Regions from separate parts of the Sus scrofa genome. Here region 2 is linked to region 1. Evidence: chromatin contacts called from public HiChIP or PLAC-seq data. All regions are on one chromosome and are shown on one strand. The core of a region is the stretch at or near the end of the contact, and the rest is flanking DNA. Distances in the headings are between cores, read along the strand shown. Region 1 overlaps VASH2 (vasohibin-2). Region 2 has its middle 18 kb from the start of NENF.

Region 1 (4,349 bases), core at 1,781-4,280:
GCCTAGGGGTGACAGACAGAGGGGTGGTGCGGGGCAGGGGGTGGGATGAGAACGGTTATTGAGTATTGTCAGAGCCTCTCCCCTCTGGCGTTTGTCCCCACCCCGTCTCCCCAGCCTTAGCTCCCAGCTCTACCTCTTGTTCTTCAGTCCACCTTTCTAGGTTTTTAAGGGACATTTTGAACAGGCTTTCAAGGTAGAGTTCAAAAAAATTGACCGGTTGCTCAAAGTTTGTTCAGTCCAAGCCTGAATTTGGTTAGCCTCTAACTTCTAAGACCTAAAGTAGCCTTGCAAAGGTCTGAAAAAGGTCTACTATGAGCACACTAACCATCTGAGCCAAATTCTAGAAACCTTGGCTTCCTGAGAGCTCGTGTCACATTGTCTCTTGGCTGCTGGGAGAAATCTGTAATGGCCTGTTTTCTCTCAGTCCCACGACCACCAGCACCTGCTGGGAAGTCAGTGACAGAACAGGCCACAGAGAAAAAACAAACGCCGACCACTCAGCCCTATGGTAGCTCCCTGGGGTCACTGCCGTGATGAGCCGTAGGCATGAGCCACAGGCACGCCATCGCCTCGGAAGCCGGGTTTTGGCCACTCTCCTGGCTTCCTCACTTTGGAGCCTCTCAGCCCTGAGGAACTGAATTTCCACATTTTTGGTAGTTTCTGTGTTTGGTAGTTTCTAAAACGTCTCCCTTTTCTTTTCCCACACTCTGCTATTTGGCAGCCTTGAAGATAGATGCACTTTAGGAGTTCCTGTCGTGGCTCAGTGGTTAACGAATCCGACTAGGAACCATGAGGTTGCGGGTTGGATCCCTGGCCTTGCTCAGTGGGTTAAGGATCCGGCGTTGCCATGAGCTGTGGTGTAGGTCGCAGACACGGCTTGGATCCCGTGTTGCTGTGGCTGTGGTGTAGGCTGGCGGCTACAGCTCCGATTAGACCCCCAGCCTGGGAACCTTCATGTGCCACAGGGGCACCCCTACAAAAGACAAAAAGATGAAAAAAATAAAATAGATGCATTTCATTATTATTATTATTTTTTTGGCCACACCTGAGGCATGTGGAAGTTCCAGGGCCAGGGATTGAACTTGGACCACAGGTGTGACCTGAGCCACAGCAGAGCCCATGCCAGATCCTTAGGCTGCAGAGCCATCAGGGAACTCCTAGTGCACTTGAATTTGGAGCTCTTTGGCCTCCTTTTTCTAAAACTTTCCTCATCCTTTCTATCAGTTCCCCATGCCTTCCAGGTGCTGAGAAATCACCGTTATAAATAGCTTTTTCTTATGAGGCACTGACTCTGTGCCAACCATTATTCTAAGCAGTTTATGTGGATGAATTAATTCTCACTAAACTTTATGGGGGTGATAATGTTACTATCCACTTTGCAGAGGAAGAAGAGGAGGCACTGAAAGTTAGGTAACTTGCTCAAAGCCAAGTCACGTGATTAGCAAGTAGTGGAAAACAGAGTTCTTCCCCAGAATTTAGAGCCATGCCCTTGACTGCCCCCCGTCCTCCTGCTTCCCGCACAAAGCATCTTCCCAGGCATCTGAGGATGACACCAGGCCACTCCTGCCTCTGCACCGTGGCTCATGGAACACCTCCCCCATGTCTTGTCACCTCGTCAAGGTCCAACCCGGATGCCACTTCTCCCATAAAGTATTTCTTTTTTTTTTTTTTTTTTTTTTTTTTGCTATCTTGGGCCGCTCCCGCGGCATATGGAGGTTCCCAGGCTAGGGGTAGAATCGGAGCTGTAGCCACCAGCCTACGCCAGAGCCACAGCAACGCAGGATCCGAGCCGCGTCTGCAACCTACACCACAGCTCACGGCAACGCCGGATTGTTAACCCACTGAGCAAGGTCAGGGACCGAACCCGCAACCTCATGGTTCCTAGTTGGATTCGTTAACCACTGCGCCACGACGGGAACTTCCCATAAAGTATTTCTGACCTCCCTTACAACACGCTTTTCCTCGCTCCATCCGTAGCTCTGGTATTTCCTTTTGTGCATCTGTTAACCCCATGGGTTCCTACTCATGCCAGCCTCAGAGACTGCAAACAACTTGAGAGCAGGGATCAAATAATTCGTCTTTGAATCCAGTGCTGAATATCCCATACCACTCAATAAACTTTAGTTCTTACTAACATGTAAATGGCTAATAGGGCTTCATCATGTTCCCTTTTTTTATCATGGATTATTTTTACTGAACAAAAGCAAAAGTTCTAAGCCAGGAATTCAAGCCACCATGACAACATTCTAAGAATGAACAAGTGGGAAGTTTTTTTTTTTTTTTTTTTTCTTTATAGGAGAGGCTTTACCTTATCTCAAAAAGCCACTCAGGGGAACCTGCCTACTTGTCCAGCTGAATGTAGGTCTGCAACATCAGACAGCTTGGGGGCTTCCAAGGGAGAGGGACGACTAGGTTGTCTCCTTCCCTATCTGTCCTCACCCCTCCCACCTACCCTGAGGGACCCAAAACCCAGGGGAGAAAAAATCCTGGCAGAAAATGAGTTAAACTGTAATTCCCAGTGAACTGCCTAGAAGGTGAAACCTTCTTCTTCCACAGCAACACCAGCTGCAGTTTCCTGGCCTGGCAAAGGGCAGAAGTGGGTTATCACAGCATGCCACCTGCCTGTGGGCCCAGCCAGAAATACTGTTCGGTGCTTGCCAGCTCATGTCAGGGCTGCAGCTGGGGGAGCTTTTGCATGTGGAGGGGCCTCTCCCAAGTGCTGCCCTGGCTATAATTAGACTATTGCAAGGGGGGTTATTTTTAAGAAACACAAGCACCAGGATGATGATTCAGCCGGGTCTGCACTTGCCCAGAACCTCACATCAGCTCCGGGGTTATTATTTTAAACTGAACAATATATTTCTCCAAATCCCTCCCCAGTCCAAACAAGGACAAGAAATCAAAGGAGTCTCCTTCTGAAGGGCTCTTGGCTACCTTCCGTTTTAGGGAAGGCGGGGTAGGGACTTGGGGTTTCCTTTGATGCACTTTGTGGAAGGAAGGGGGGCCACTTCTCTCTGCACGCAAAGGGATGCTCCCAGCCTCATCTGTTGTCACGTCAGCACATCCAGGGTGACACATCCAGGGTGAACTAGGGTGACCGCCTGGAGCCCTGGTCCCAAGTCTACCCGCAGCCCCACCCTCAGGCCTGCATCCCCGGAGTCAGCTGCTGCGGAGCTGTGCAGAGGGTGACGGTTCCACAGAGAAGCTGTGCCGTGGGGCAAGCTCCTGTATTCAGCACAGACTGCTAGTGTTTGCTAACTGCTTCTTGATAGTTCAGGGAGAGTGAAGGCATGGAGTCTTTCACACACTCCAAGGCACAAAGAGCTCAGCCGGATTGGATGTTGGTGCCTGTGAAGCCACAAGAAGTGTCAGAAGCAGAAAAGGATGGCAGCATGCTGAGGACAGAAGGGGGCCTGAACAGCCAAGCTGGTGTGTATCTGTGTGAGGCTGGGCCTCAGGAAAGAGGCAGGAAGTGGCAGGAAAGCCTACGGGGGCCCCCCTAAACCATCCAGCCCCCTTTCTGTCCCTCTGGCTAAGGGCTGTGTCTGGGGCATCTCCTCTCCTTGCGTCCCAACACCCCCAGCCCCGACCCCAAGCTGTCACTGGGCAGGATGGGTCAGAGGGCCTGAGCGGCACCTGGAGAGCAGGGCTCCTGACACCTGCTGCCTACATACTCACAGGAATTTTTTTTTTTTTTTTGGTCTTTTTTTTGCTATTTCTTTGGGCCGCTCCCGCGGTATATGGAGGTTCCCAGGCTAGGGGTCTAATTGGAGCTGTAGCCACCGGCCTACGCCAGAGCCACAGCAACGCAGGATCCGAGCCGCGTCTGCAACCTACACCACAGCTCACGGCAACGCCGGATCGTTAACCCACTGAGCAAGGGCAGGGACCGAACCCGCAACCTCATGGTTCCTAGTTGGATTCGTTAACCACTGCGCCACGACGAGAACTCCAACACAGGAATTTTTTAAGCAACGCTTTGTGCCAGGTAGCTCGCAGGTCTTGGAGTTACCAAGACAAACAGCCCAGTGGAGTTGGGGTTCTTCCGGGGAAAAAATCTACCTTCTGCTGGGTGTGCGAGAGACTTCGGGGACACAGCCCATCTCTGCCCCAGACAAAGCTGCCTGATGGGGACACACAAGCCAGCAGTCAGGCTACTCCTGCCTCTCACTTCCGTCTCCCTTGAGGTCACAGCCCTTCAGCGTAGCGGTGCATATGCCCAAGTTCACGGGCACTCACCCTCACACTCCACAGCTTACAGCCATGCCGTGTGGTCTCTGGAGTCCAGAAAGGGATTTACGGTAACGGTACAAAGGCAGCCTCTCGGTCCTCAGTGTTGAGGGTGCAGA
Region 2 (4,398 bases), core at 538-3,037, 460 kb after region 1:
GCTAAGTCAGCAAACACGCATTGACGGGGGGGGGGACTGCTCTGAGTCTATACCGCCAGCCCCTGGGCCTCGTTACTTCCACACCCCCAACCAGCCCCTGGTTTGAGACCCTTATACCAAAAGGAAGCTCAAACTTCTCCATCTGGGGAGCCACATCTGGGCATGTGCGGGAGGCAGCATCACCGGTGCCCCTGTCCCACTGTCATGGACAAGAATCCCAGGAGCTGAGATAAAGCCAGCTCTGCATTAAATTGCTTATCACGCAGGAAACACAATGAAACTCCTTTACCCATAGGAGGTCAGACCAAGAACTTTCTTTAGGGCTCCGTTTAACCGTCTCCTCCTCGGAGAGATCTTCCCAGCCCACTCCGGCTGATTAGGTCCCTCGGCCACGCCACTGCTCTCCATCCCCGTGTGTCGTTGCTGTTTCCTTCAGAGCCCCTGTCGTGATGGCAATTCTCTTTTTTCTTTTTCTTTTCTTTTTTTCTTTTTGCGGTTTGTTTATTGCCTGTCTCCTCCGCCTCAAGACACAGACCCACAAGGACAGGGCTGTGCCGCTCTCCTTCAGCACTGTAGCCCCAACATCACTGTAGCCCCAGCATCGGTCCCAGTGCCTGGCCCCTCGTAGGTCTCTGTAAGGGTTTGTCCAATGAATCAACGTAACAATATGAAATGATTTGGGATGAGTTGTGATATGTTGCTGGATGGTGGATCTGTGAATTAGTGGTGTGGGTGGCGTAACTGAGAATATCATGGAAGGCAAGTACTCTCCTTTCCTGTAAACCGTTGCCTGGTGGAGAGGACAGCGGGCAGGAGGATCACTCTGCCCTCTGCAGTGTCCCCACTAGGCTCGTGGTCCTGAACGCCACGGGGCCTCACCCAGGCTTCTTCCTTGTCACAACCTCACCTCCCAACCTTCCGAAGGCATTGGGCTCCCTGGATGTTAGAGCTGATGGGACCCCAGAGCTTCCAGAGATGGCTCCACACCACGGTCACCTGGGGGACCTTTCAAAACTATTCGTGGACCCTGCCGGGAACTTAGGTCCTGACCCTGCCACACACTGTGTGAGCTTGGGAAATTTACTTAACCTCTCTGTGCCTTGATTTCTTCACCTCTTAAATGGAAATAACAACAATGCCAACCTCAGAGATTTGCTGTACGGATCCACGTCAACAGTGTAGGTGAAGCTCTTGGTGCAGTGCCTGACTCAGTACCTCCTGAATCAACATGGCTCTTGGTGCAGTGCCTGACTCAGTACCTCCTGAATCAACGTGGCTATTATTGTACCAATTATCTCACCACTAGTTAGCGGCCGATGTGGGGCGAGCATCCAAGCCTCCTGATCCTGGATCCAGTGTTCTTTCCAACACGTCACTCTGAATGTGCACGCAGCCTTCCCTCTGAGGCCAGGCTCGAGGGCCACAGAGGGGCATGTGGCTGCTGCCTTGGGACCCTTTAGTCAAACCGAATGGAAGAGAGAACTGCATCTGAGAACAAAGGGCAGATCTGACCCACGGGGAACAGACGGCTTGAGAGTGTGGGAGTCGCAGGCAGTTTTTCGGTCCTTTGGGAAGCCCGCTGGCTGCTCCTGTTAGTATTCCACCGTGGAAATATTGGGAACCAAAAATAGATGTTCTTGAGGGGAGCTTAATCCTCTGGGCTTTCCAAAACAGCTGCTGGAGAGTTCCAGGAACCAACCACCAGGGGGCATGACCATCCCATGCGCTTGGTGGCTGGTGAGCCAGAACTGGTGGGAAGTTTCCATGAAACTCCCAACACCCTCCCACAGCCTCACACCCCAGCCTTGTCCTGATCAGGACCCCGTGGCTGGGATCCCCACAGATCAGCAGCTCTGTGTCCTAAGGAAACTGTTTTGCAACTCAGCCCATGGCTCTCCGCCTCGGGGACCCTTAAGAGCAGCAAGAGGTCTTGCATCTATTTTCTTGGCTTCTCCCCTGCACCCCTCCCCCAGGACTAGCCCAGCGCTGGATACACAGCAGGCACGTGTTGGTTGGAAGAGGAACGTAGGAAGTCCGGTGTAATGAATGAATTATGGAAAGGAAACCACCCCCGTTTGGGGGATGGTGAGAGCGTGGAGTGATATGGATCAGAAAGGGGGGTTACCGGGAGTTCCCGTCGTGGCGCAGTGGTTAACGAATCCGACTAGGAACCATGAGGTTGCGGGTTCGATCCCTGCCCTTGCTCAGTGGGTTAATGATCCGGCGTTGCCGTGAGCTGTGGTGTAGGTTGCAGACGCGGCTCGGATCCTGCATTGCTGTGGCTCTGGCGTAGGCCGGTGGCTACAGCTCCGATTCAACCCCTAGCCTGGGAACCTTCATATGCCGTGGGAGCGGCCCAAGAAATAGCAACAACAACAAAAAAAAAAAAAAAAAAAAAAAAGAAAGAGGGTTACCGCTGAGGGTCAAGAGGAGGGTCATAGCTAAATGGGAAAGTGGGGGAGGCTCCCTGGTGGCCTAACGGTTAAGGACCCAGGATGGTCACTGCTGTGGCACGAGTTCAGTCCCTGGCCTAGAAACTTACACATGCTGTGGGTGCAGCAAACAAAAAACAAAAAAACAAAAAAAACCTAAATGGGAAAGTGGTGAGAGGCTCAAGCGGGAGGCAACAGATCTACTTCCGAGATCCAGGTACTAAGAGACTGCTCTGGGCTGCAGCCCAGGACATGGGGTGGGAGGCAGTGATGAGCCCAAGCAGTCGGGCACTGCTCAGCTGACCTCCAGATGGGCGTCGTTGGCCCAACAGCCACATAAGCTGCTCCTGTCTTTGGGGTGGTTGCCAGCTACCATCAGGCTCTGAGCCCCCACAGGGGAACCTGGGTCGCACTGCCTCCCTCTGTGTGAGGCCCTGGGGCTCGGCACTCTGAACCTGTATCACAGAAGGTTCAAGAAGTCCAGAAGTCTCTTTCAAGAGAACCTCCAGGGGTTTTTTTTTAAATTAATTATTATTATTATTATTTTTGTCTTTCTAGGGCCACAACCAAGGCATGTGGAGGTTCCCAGGCTAGGGGTCCAATTGGAGCTGGAGCTGCCTGCCTACACCACAGCCACAGCAACGGGGGATGTGAGCTGTGCCTGCGACCTCCACCACAGCTCACGACAACGCTGATCCTCAACCCACTGAGCGAGGCCAGGACCAAACCTGCATCCTCACGGATGCCAGCCAAGTTCATTAACTGCTGGGCCACGATGGGAACTCTGAGAACCTCCAGGGTTTTAAAGTCTCTGCCACCAGCCCAGCATGCAGCATCCTAATTCCACCTGCCCAGGGGGGTGGGTATCCCCATAAGATTTGATTTTCGGGTTTAATGAGGCAGAGCGGAAAGAATACAGGATGGGAAAAATCTTGGGTTGGAATCCCAACTCTAGACCTGTTGCTCTCAGAGGTATGGTTTCCCTGAGACCCAGATTGTCACCTGTGAAACATCAGTACCTCCTTGCAGAGGATCAGAGGAAGCAGCAAATGTTCAGGGCCAGCCCACAAGGATGCAGAGTCTGGGCAGATGGGCAGCTCCTTTGGCTGTTTTTTCCCTTTGAGCTTCAGAGCGGGTGGTCACCAGGAAGCTCTGAGAAGAGGCAGCCGAGTCCTGCCCAGCCCAAGCGGAATAGCAACAGCCAGGGCAAGGCTTCTTTCCTCCAGCCTCAAGGCTTCCCAGGACTGTCCGTGTTGGTTACCATGTGCTGTGGTGGTTGCCAGGGAACCACTTACTATTTTTATGTGTTCCCACATGACGGGCCTGCGGAAAGGCTCAGACATAGTCGGTCCAGGAGGGATCCCGGAAGCAGCGATGCCCAGTGGGCTCTGCTGGAGACCTTGGCCACTGGTGCCAAGGGATGGGAGCTGTGGTGAAGCCCCAGGATGAGGCCTGGGATTCAGACCTACATCCCCAAGTGCAGGTGGGTGGAGACTGCCGAGGCGAGGGGGGCCCTGGGTGTGGGAGCATCAATCCATTCACCCACTCATTCATTTTGTCAAACCTAGAAGGTGCTGGGCAGTGTGCTGGGGGTGGAGAGACGACTGGGAGCAGGGCGAGTGCATCTCAGCCTGGGGGAGAGAAGGATAATTTAAAAAACACCAGGAGTTCCTGTCATGGCTCAGTGGTTTACGAATCCGACTAGGAACCATGAGGTTGCGGGTTCAATTCCTGGCCTCGCTCAGTGGGTTAAGGATCCGGCGTTGCCGTGAGCTGTGGTGTAGGTTGCAGACCAGCGGCTACAGCTCCGATTCCACCCCTAGCCTAGGAACCTCCACATGCTGTGGGAGCGGCCCTAGGAATGGCAAAAAGACAAAAATAAATAAATAAATAAATAAAAATAAATAAAAAATAAAAAAAACACCATTGCTCCACGGAGCATGCTGGGTACCATCTTGGCAGGGAG

The links. HiChIP or PLAC-seq counts read pairs in DNA pulled down with a chosen protein or histone mark.
Region 2: an H3K27ac HiChIP or PLAC-seq map of skeletal muscle shows a contact between it and region 1, with 4 times the contacts expected there. The contact joins two enhancer-like sites. A contact is called at or near these places in 1 of 47 Hi-C or Micro-C datasets (embryonic fibroblasts) and 1 of 2 datasets of contacts at active chromatin or transcription factors (skeletal muscle).

Annotation. Positions count from the first base shown.
Region 1 is chr9:130,476,876-130,481,224 of Sscrofa11.1, forward strand. VASH2 (vasohibin-2) reads right to left here. Exons shown (of 8, transcript XM_003357589.4): 8 at 1-2. Among named protein-coding and RNA genes, the nearest start is that of ANGEL2, 25 kb to the left of the region's middle. Within about 2 kb of position 3,031, at least 20 of the 83 cell types and tissues checked have an H3K27ac peak or open chromatin away from gene starts, as enhancers often do. A contact at or near this core is called in skeletal muscle, where this site is marked.
Region 2 is chr9:130,938,529-130,942,926 of Sscrofa11.1, forward strand. No RefSeq gene overlaps it. Among named protein-coding and RNA genes, the nearest start is that of NENF, 18 kb to the right of the region's middle. Within about 2 kb of position 1,788, at least 15 of the 83 cell types and tissues checked have an H3K27ac peak or open chromatin away from gene starts, as enhancers often do. A contact at or near this core is called in skeletal muscle, where this site is marked.